Regions from separate parts of the Mus musculus genome. Here region 2 is linked to region 1. Evidence: chromatin contacts called from public promoter capture Hi-C data. All regions are on one chromosome and are shown on one strand. The core of a region is the stretch at or near the end of the contact, and the rest is flanking DNA. Distances in the headings are between cores, read along the strand shown.

Region 1 (4,700 bases), core at 891-3,390:
ATGGTACTACAGTTCCACTCCTAGAAATAAATACAAAATAATTAAAAACAGGTCAAAATACTTATTTGTACACGAATTTTCATGGCAGTTCCAGTAACAAAAGCCAACATAAAGTATCCAAACATTGATTGACAAGTGACTAGAGAATCAAAATGTAATATATTCGTACAGAGAAATATCATTAAATAATAAAAAAGGAATAAACTGATGTGGTATACAAGGTAGATGAATTGTGAAAAATAATGCCAAGTGAAAGTGTGTGTATGTGTGTGTGTATGTGTGTGCATGAATGTGTGTGTGTGTGCATGAATGTGTATGTATGTGCGTGTGTGAATGTGTATGTGTGTGTGATGTAGTGTGTGTGTAAGTTCACAAGGCTGTGTGGACTGAGTGTTGAGGCCAGAGGCCAACATTATTGGATGCCTTTTTCAAGTGCTCTCCATCCTAATTTCCTTTGTTCCTTGATGAAGGATGTCTTATTGAACCTGGAGCACATAAATTCAGGTAGCCAATCTGGTCACCAAACTCCAGGGATCTTCCTTCTGCTTCTCCTGAATTCCTTAGGACTGGGAGTACAGTTTACACTGCCATATGTGGCTTTTACGTGGGTGTTGGGGATTCAAAAAGTCAGAGCTTCCTGCTTGTATAGCAGGCACTGGGCCAGCTCCCCAGGCCAGATGAGCATTCTTTGAAAACTCATTTTATTTATTTAACTCCATCACTATCACCGTGACCATCATCATCATCACTGTGATTATTTGTGTACACACACACACACATAGAGCACATGGACACATGCCACAGTGCCTGTGATGGTCAGGGAACCATGGAGCTGGCTCTCCCCTTCCACCTTTACCTGGGTCACAGGAATGGAACTCACATCACCAGGCTTGTGTGGCAATGCTTTTAATTGCCAGCTCCCCTACTGGGCTTCCTGTTGAGACAATGGGAATGTCCTGGGTTTAGAGTCCTGGTGACAGCTACGATTGTGAATGCACTTGCCCCTGAGTGGTCTGATCTAAAGTGGGCACACTGGCATTTTGTATTATATGTGTTTTTCCACAAAATTTTAACAATATTTTCCTAATGATTTGCTTTTATTTATTTTTTTATGTGCACTGGTGTTTTGTCTGCATGTGTGTCTGTGTGAGGGTGTCAGATCCTCTGGAACTGGAGTTATAGACAGTTGTGAGCCACCATGGGGCACTGAGGATTGAACACAAGTCCTCCGACAAAGCAGGCAGTTCTCCTAACCATGGAGTCATCCCTTCAGCCTTCTTCAACATATTTTTAAAGATGGAATACTAGCCTCTTAACTCTTAATTACTTTTGTTGTAATACTTAAAGGGCAGAACTTCCTCTGTCATTAGAAAGCATCAATTCTACACTTTATAAAATAATTATCTAATAAGGGAGTTTTAAACTTAATAAATCACTACTATGAAAACCATCAGTCTACTATTTTAAAAAGTGTTCATGTTCTTGATAACTAACACAAAGGGCAATGTGAGTCAAGAACACAAGGGAGACTCGAGGGTAGTCCCAGTCTCACAGGTGTTAAAGTCACAGAGAGTAAACAGGACACAAAGGAAGGCCAACAGTGTGACAGTATAAGTGTGACAACCGTGTGACAGTGTAAGATAAGAATTCAGATGAATGCAACCAATGTAGGTCATGAAACCAGTGTTAGCAAGGCAGCCTGTACAGTGTTTGCTGTACAGTATTTGTTAGCAAGGCAGCCCGTACAGTGTTTGTTAGCAAGGCAGCCTGTACAGTGTTTGTTAGCAAGGCAGCCTGTACAGTGTTTGCTGTACAGTATTTGTTAGCAAGGCAGCCCGTACAATGTTTGTTAGCAAGGCAGCCTGTACAGTGTTTGTTAGAAAGGCAGCCTGTACAGTGTTTGCTGTACAGTATTTGTTAGCAAGGCAGCCTGTACAGTGTTTGTTAGCAAGGCAGCCTGTACAGAGTTTGCTGTACGGTATTTGTTAGCAAGGCAGCCTGTACAGTGTTTGCTGTACAGTATTTGTTAGCAAAGCAGCCTGTACAGTGTTTGTTAGCAAGGCAGCCTGTACAGTGTTTGTAAGCAAGGCAGCCTGTACAGTGTTAGCAAGGCAGCTTGTACAGTGTTTGTAAGGAAGGCAGCCTGTACAGTGTTTGTTAGCAAGGAAGCTTGTACAGTGTTTGCTGTACAGTGTTTGTTAGCAAGGCGGCTCGTACAGTGTTTGCGGGTGTCATGGAGCCACGCTGAACTGTGGCTTTACCTCTTTATTGCTTGAGGGGCCTGCTCTAAGTTACTTCTCTTCAATTTCTTCATCTGAAAATTTAACATTATAGAACTTATCCCAGAGTAGCTGAGAAGACTGTATTCATAAGCATTTGAATGAGTGGGGTAGCATGTACCTGTAATCATTGTACTTGGGAGGCTGGGACTAGAGAGTCATGGGTTTGAGGCCAGCCTGAAATACACCACAAAACTCCATCCATATGTATATGTATTATGTATGTATATGTATCTGTATGTGTACATGTATGTATACTGCCTAGATAAGCATCTGGAACATAGAACATATGAAGTATATCTTATCCTAGTTGGGGTTGCTGTTGCTGTGATGAAACAACATGAACTAAAAGCATCTTTGGGAAGAAAGAGTTTATTTGGCTCACAGATCCAGGTAACTCCATCACTGAGGGAAGTCAGGGCAGGAACCTGGAGCCAAGAGCTGATGCAGAGGCCATGGAGGGGTGTTGCTTACAGGCTTGCTTCTCAAGGCCTACTCAGCCTGCTTTCTTAAAGAATGCTGGACCACCAGCTCAGGGAACGAGCCATACCTGATTTGATGCGAGCACTTCCTCAATTGAGGCTCACTCCTCTCGAATGATTCTAACTTGTGTCAATTTGACATAAAACTTGAAGCCAGCACAAAGCTGTCATCAGTATTGTCACAGACTATGAATGAAGGCCAAATGATATTTAGAAATAAAATTAAACTTTCTGGGCCAGCAACTCCCAATTTCTTTTGTGTGTCTAAATATACAACTGAAATCAAAATCCCAATATTTATGCTAAAATGGGCAACTTGAGACTACCTCATCCAGCCAGCTTAGGGACATACACAAAGAGCAATGTAGCTATGCAAACACTTGAAAATGGAGATACAACACAAGTCAAAGAACTCAATGCCTGGCATTGGAGAGCGACTTACAGCAACTATTAATAATTGTTATATTTAATTTGTAAACATGATTTTTATCTCTCAGTGAGATATTTAGGAAATCCTTAAGTGTTTTTCCTCAGGAGAAGAAAATAATAAATCTAATTAAAACACTGCACTTGGCTGGTGCATTTAATCGTTCACGAAATGAACACTATAAAATCAGCCTTATTTGGCACTTGACATGTGTTCATAATGTGGTTTATTTCAAACATACACACAGATGTATATAACCAGTATATTCATATGTGAATTTATGTGGCCAGTTTTTGTTAAACCAAGATTATAAATTCCTCAAAAGCAAAAGCTATCAATAATCTGTAGGACTCCTTATCACTAATGGCAGGTGGAGTGCTTGTGAAATTATCTTTAATGAAATCTTTCCTGATTTAGCTCGTGTCTCCTAAGCACAGAGATGATGGAGAAAGATAAATTGCAGACCATTAATGTGAACAAAACTTTGAGATGGAAAAGAAAGAAGGAAGGAAGGAAGGAAGGAAGGAAGGAAGGAAGGAAGGAAGGAAGGAAGGAAGGAAGGAAGGAAAGAAAGAAAGAAAGAAAGAAAGAAAGAAAGAAAGAAAGAAAGAAAGAAAGAAAGAAAGAAAGAAAGAAAGAAAGAAAGAAAGAAAGAAAGGGAAACCAGTGACCAAAGAATCCGACAGCGCTAAGTTCCAGAGGAGACACCGAAGTGACATGTTCAAGAACCAGAGGAGACACCGAAGTGACATGTTCAAGAACGTGGTGCTATGTCATTAAATGTTCACCTGTCATGAACTTTGAACAAAGGCTTTGTTTAATCTGTATGTATATGGATGTGTCTACCTGACATCGTGAGTACTGTATGTGTCAGGAGAGGTTAGAGGATGTCCTGGATCTCCTGGGACTGGAGTTACAGATGGCTGTGAGCTGCCATGTGGGCGCTGGGAACCAACCCTGGGTCCTCTCCCACCCACAATGGTTGATTTTGGTGATACTGTAGAGCAGCGCTAAATGCAACCTTCACTCTACAGGAAGTTAGGATTTGCTTTCCTCAAATAGTTTTTGTTTTGCTTTTCTTTAGAACCCCAGGCTTCTTCTTCCACAATCCAGAAGGAAGGGGAAACCCACACAGAGTGCCCACGTGAAAGTAACTAACTAGGATAAAGCTGAGGCAAGGGCATGGGCCTGTGTCTTCGAATGTGCGTAGAGGCTACAGAACCACCTCCAGTAGTCGTTCCCCAGGTACTGCTGACTTTAATTTTAGGAGTGCAGTGTCTCTTGTTGGTCTAGGGCTCACCATGTATGCTGGCCTGGCCAGCCTGGCCCCAGGGTCGACCCATCTCTAGCTCCCCAGCACACACATGAATTACGAGCATTTACCACCATGTGCAGTTTTCGTTCTTTTCCTTTTAACGTGGTTTTTGCAGGTCAGACTCAGAGTCTCATTCTTGCAAGGCAAGCACTTTACCAGCTGAGTGAGATCCCTGGTCCTTTGATTTCTATTTTAAG
Region 2 (4,986 bases), core at 960-3,459, 66 kb after region 1:
TCCCTAGAGCATCTTTAGAACACAGATGCTTTTTGCTTTCTTAAGCAAAGTCATGATTTGTCCCTTGGATTAAAGTCTATGTATGCGGGGCTGGAGAGATGGCTTAGTGGTTAAGAGCACTGATTGCTCTTCCAGAGGTCCTGAGTTCAACTCCCAGCAACCACATGGTGGCTCACAACCATCTGTAATGGGATCTGATGCCCTCTTCTGGTGTGTCTGAAGACAGCTACAGTGTACTCACAAAGATCTGAATCCCAGGGCTCAGTGACCACAAGCAGTGGCTGGGCAAAGCTAAAGGCCCAGAGTCACTCCCCAGAAGCCAAAGGAAGGAGAGGATTGGCTCCGCAAAGCTACAGTGTTGTCCAGTCGCCCTCAAACTTTTAACACGATATCACTGGGCATCATCTTTATTTTAACTACACAGACTGTTTCTAAAACGAGGTGTAATCTCAAAATTAATTATAACTAAATTTCAAAGAACTAATATTCTATTTGCTTTACTTTAATTTAGAATTAAATTCAACGACTTTTTGAAAAATAAGTCTGTGGTTAAAAAAAAAAAAACAAAAACAAAAACATGATGTTTTTCAAATATTGCTCCAAACAATGAAGTCAGGTCTGACAACAAGAAGCTAAATAAATAGTGTAATAATGCAACAATATTTTATGCTAGATAGTCTCCAAAACACACATTCATTTCAGTACTACTCAAAATATATCACTTCCGTTTTAAAATAAATCTGAAAAAAAGAAGTGGAGGGGCTGGAGAGAGGGCTCAGTAGTATTAACCCTGCTATCATGAAGACTGGAGTTCAGACCCCACACCTAGCAAAAGTCTGTAACTCCAGCTCCTAGTTCGGTGGAAACAGGGTGATCACTGGGTCTTGCTGGGTCCCAGCTTGGCTGAGACATAAACCCTGGGCTCAGGGAGGACCCAGGCTCAAATAAGCAGGTGGGAGGTGACAGCAGAGGACACTAGACACACTCAGGTGTCATCTGCATATGTACAAGTGCACATTCACACATGTACATACAGGAACAGATACACAGACACACATGTACATACAGACACACAGACACACATGTACATACAGACACACATATACATACAGACAGACAGACATAAAAAACTTAAAAGAAGTTGAAAAGGCTGGGCAGGCTGGGCATAGTGGTACATGCCCTTTCATCTCAGAGATGTGGATCTCTGTAGTCTAGCCTAGTCTACAAAACCGGTTCCAAGCCAGCCAGGAACAACATAATGAGATCCTTTTTCAAAAAACAACAACAAGCAAACAAACAAACAAGGACAAACAGAAAAGCCAAAAGCAAGGTAGAAAGACGGAGAGAGAAATTGGTCAGATAGACTTTGAAAACACTTAAGTAAAACACATTTTCTCCTCAACAAGCAAGAAGAGGAAGCAATACTACAGGTGGCAACTGCATCAGCCCCAAGCATCAGAACTGCAAAAGCTACTTCCATCTCACCAAGGACGAGGAAGCTGTCTCTGGGGTTGCAGTTCCTAAGGACTGACGGCTCTACTTCATGTAGGACCCAGGAGCTGGATCACAAATGAAATCTCTTCTTGTCAGGATTAGGGGAATTGAAACACATGACCATCCACTCCAACCCACAAAGCACGCTGTGGTATGGTAACATGAAATCTATTCCAGACCAACGAGTGAGTCTGGACAAGGCACAAGAGTGTCAGATTTCAGACACATCTAAAAGGAGCAAGGAGCAACAGAAGAGGCTGTGGGAAAACAAGAAAAGGGGAAATTCAAAGGCTGAGAAAGGAAATCCCCCGTGCTGCTGACTGGCTTAGTACTTCAGCCACGCCCGTTAAACTAAACATCTATGCAATTACACTAAACCAATTTATCTTTTCCGTAGGAGAAATCTCAAATACTGCTATCATTTTTTGGTTTGGACAAAAATAACAGAAGGGTCAGTTATCTGAAGAAGAGGAAGAAAACCTGGGTCAGAGTAGTGTTCCCAAGTAGAGATGTAGAGATGTGAGACAGATACCGAAAGATTCCAAGGAAACTACGGCCAAGAACGAGTGTGGTGGTGACGCTGACCTGGCAACTCAACACAACCTCAATTAGCCGGGGCGGGGGGGGGGGGGGGCAGTCATAACAGAGAACTAACTGTCTGTCGCCTATCTTGGCTGGACCTATGGGCGTGTCGTGGGGGCTGTGCTGAGTGTTGATTGATGTGGGCGTGTCCAAACCACAGTGGAAGACACCATGCACTATACCAGGCTTCCTCGACTGTAGGAGAATGGAACCAAACAAGCAGTCATGCACGTATTTATTTCTCTCTGCTCTTGACTGTGGAAGTGCGAGGGGAATGGGGGTGAAAGCTATCAAGGGCATCACATGTGTATATGAAATTATCAAAGAAGAAATAACATTTAAGAGAAAAATAATTTAAAAGAATAAAATCATTACTGATAACACTTAAGTGTTATTTTAAATTTAAAAGAAAAATTGCAAAAAGCTACCCATCTCCTCCCATCTCTTGTCTCTGTCTGTCTCTGTCTCTGACTCTGTCTCTGTCTGTCTCTCTCTGCCTTTATATTCATCCAACTCTGCAAAGAAGGTAAAAGATATACCTATTATCTTTTCTTACTTTGGAGAAAACACATACAGAAAAGGCACCCAAATTCTGACACTCATTCAGAGTGCCCCAGGTGACACAAACCCAAGATTTGTGTTCAAGTTTTCTGATTGCAAATGTGGTGGGCTTCTTACTGTGTTATTGTTACCATGAACCCAGTAAAGTCCACCACAGGCAGCCAACAAAGCCCCGCCCCTCAGTCTGAGCATGTGGCCTCACTCATCAGTCCTCCAGCCAGCCTCAGTCATCAGTGCAGAACTGAAAAACCCCAGGAGAAGAAGGACTTCAAAACCACCTCCTTCTCACAAAAAGCAGAACAAACAAACAAGCAAAACAACCCCAAAAACCAAAAAACTTATTTTAACCATTATGACGGCAGCTAATGAATTTAATCTTACCCTTTCCATACTGACAGGCCACTGCTGGTGTTTGTCAGAACTGATCACAAAATATGTGTGTGTGTCCCCACAGCAAATGCCTGCTTGTTCTCTCACCTGCTCCCATAATGCGTCCTCATTTATAACCAGTGACAGCTGTGCCACATCTCCTACTCAGTACTTAAAACCCAGCACAGTCATCTCGGAAGGCTTTGGATTAGAAATCGGTCTCCTCAGGAAAGCTAACCCTCACTTTTCAGAGCTTGAAAGATGGCTTAGTTTCTATTGCCACCTTTTGCCATCGAGGAAATGCTTAATATTTATAATTTTAACAACCAGTGGGCTTTTCTATCTCCTCAATCAACTAAATAAAGCTAAGTGTGACCACACAACACCACACCAGAGCACGGAGCCTTATGAGTCAATTCTAGACACCAGGGCTGTGGGCCCTGCCATGACTCCTCTCCCTCCCTAGCTTCCCCTTTCTCTCTCTGGTGCCAGGGATCAAACCAGAGCTTTATGCATACGAGGCAAGCACGTACCACCTAGCTGCATCTGAGCCCCCCAAATTCATTTGGAAATGCCACAGAGCAAAAACAGCCCAAAGGGATCTTGAAAATGAACAGAGTTGGGAGCTGCAAAGACGGCCCAGTGGTTAAGAGCACTTGCTGCTCTTCCAAAGGACCTAAATCCGGGTCCCAGCACCCACATCAGGCAAATCACAACAGCCTGTAACTCCAGCTCCAAGGTATCAGACACCATCTTCTCACATCCACAAGTACCTTCACACATTTACTCACACAGACACACATACACAGGCAACATAAATAAGAACACATTTTTTAAAAGAACAAAGTTAGGAAGCCAGGGAGATGGCCCAGTGGTTAAGAGCGCATCCTGCTCTGGCAAAGGACCTGAGTTTGGTTCCCAGAATTCACATTTCCTGATTTCAAAACTTCCTGAAAAGCTAAATTAACCAAGGGATGTGGCACTAGAATGAAGGGAGAAAGATGAATGGATTAACACTGAGTCAGCCCATACATATACTTATGATCAGTTAGTCTTCAAAAAAGAACCAAGACAATTCAATGGGGAAAAGAACATGTTTTTAAAAAATCAACTCATAGTTTGAGCTTTCCATGTGTCCTCATGTAAAGTTATCTAGACCACTATCTTGGTTTCCAACACCCACACTAATAGTTCACAATCACCTGCAACACCACCTCAAGGAGATCTGATGCCATCTTCTGGCTTCTACATGGAACTACACTCATGTGTACATAACCCCACACAGACAGACATTGATATACATAAACAAAAATAAAATCTTTGAAAGATGAAAAGATCACCCACAGAACAAAAGACAATACTTTAACCTATCAGATAAAGATATTAGATCCAAAATACACAGTGAATTCTAACTCAACGGGAAGACAATAATCCAATTTAAATGTGAATGGCAGACTTGAGGGTATGAACCTGTAATTCCAGCTGTTAGGAGACTGAGGCAGGAGGGTCCCAAATTCAAGACCTACATGAGATACAAAGTAAGTCCAAGGTTAGCCTGCGCAACTTGTTAAGACCTTGTCTCTAAATAAACAGTAAAAAAGAGCTGAGCAAGAGGTGAAGCACTTGCTTAGCATGCACAAGCATGGTACTGGGTTCAATTCCCAGTACTACAACAAAAATACACACACACACACACACACACACACACACACACACACACACACACCTAACATATAGTTCTCCCCAGAATAAGCACAAAGGAAAAAAATATTCTGAACATTTAGCCTTCAAGAAAATGCAAATCAAAACCACAGTGAGATGGCACGTCATACATGAGAATGCCTTAATCAAAAGTAAGACAGGAGGGAGGGTCCCGCACCCTCATGCACACTGTGGCACTGCTCCTCAGAACACTAAGCACATGGCAGGCCTGGGAACGCACGCCTGTAATCCCAGCACTCGGGAAAGTAATGCAGAATC

The links. Capture Hi-C pulls out chosen DNA fragments and counts their contacts.
Region 2: a contact with region 1 is called in a promoter capture Hi-C map of pancreatic islet. The contact joins two enhancer-like sites. A contact is called at or near these places in 7 of 484 Hi-C or Micro-C datasets (the G1E-ER4 cell line, the HPC-7 cell line, embryonic fibroblasts and 4 more), 1 of 115 datasets of contacts at active chromatin or transcription factors (embryonic stem cells) and 2 of 9 other capture datasets (liver and pancreatic islet).

The regions. Positions count from the first base shown.
Region 1 is chr2:121,719,526-121,724,225 of GRCm38.p6, forward strand. The region is part of intron 1 of Frmd5 (FERM domain containing 5); the gene reads right to left. Among named protein-coding and RNA genes, the nearest start is that of Frmd5, 85 kb to the right of the region's middle. Within about 2 kb of position 2,141, at least 4 of the 459 cell types and tissues checked have an H3K27ac peak or open chromatin away from gene starts, as enhancers often do. A contact at or near this core is called in pancreatic islet, where this site is marked.
Region 2 is chr2:121,785,777-121,790,762 of GRCm38.p6, forward strand. All of the region lies in intron 1 of Frmd5 (FERM domain containing 5), which reads right to left. Among named protein-coding and RNA genes, the nearest start is that of Frmd5, 19 kb to the right of the region's middle. Within about 2 kb of position 2,210, at least 41 of the 459 cell types and tissues checked have an H3K27ac peak or open chromatin away from gene starts, as enhancers often do. A contact at or near this core is called in pancreatic islet, where this site is marked.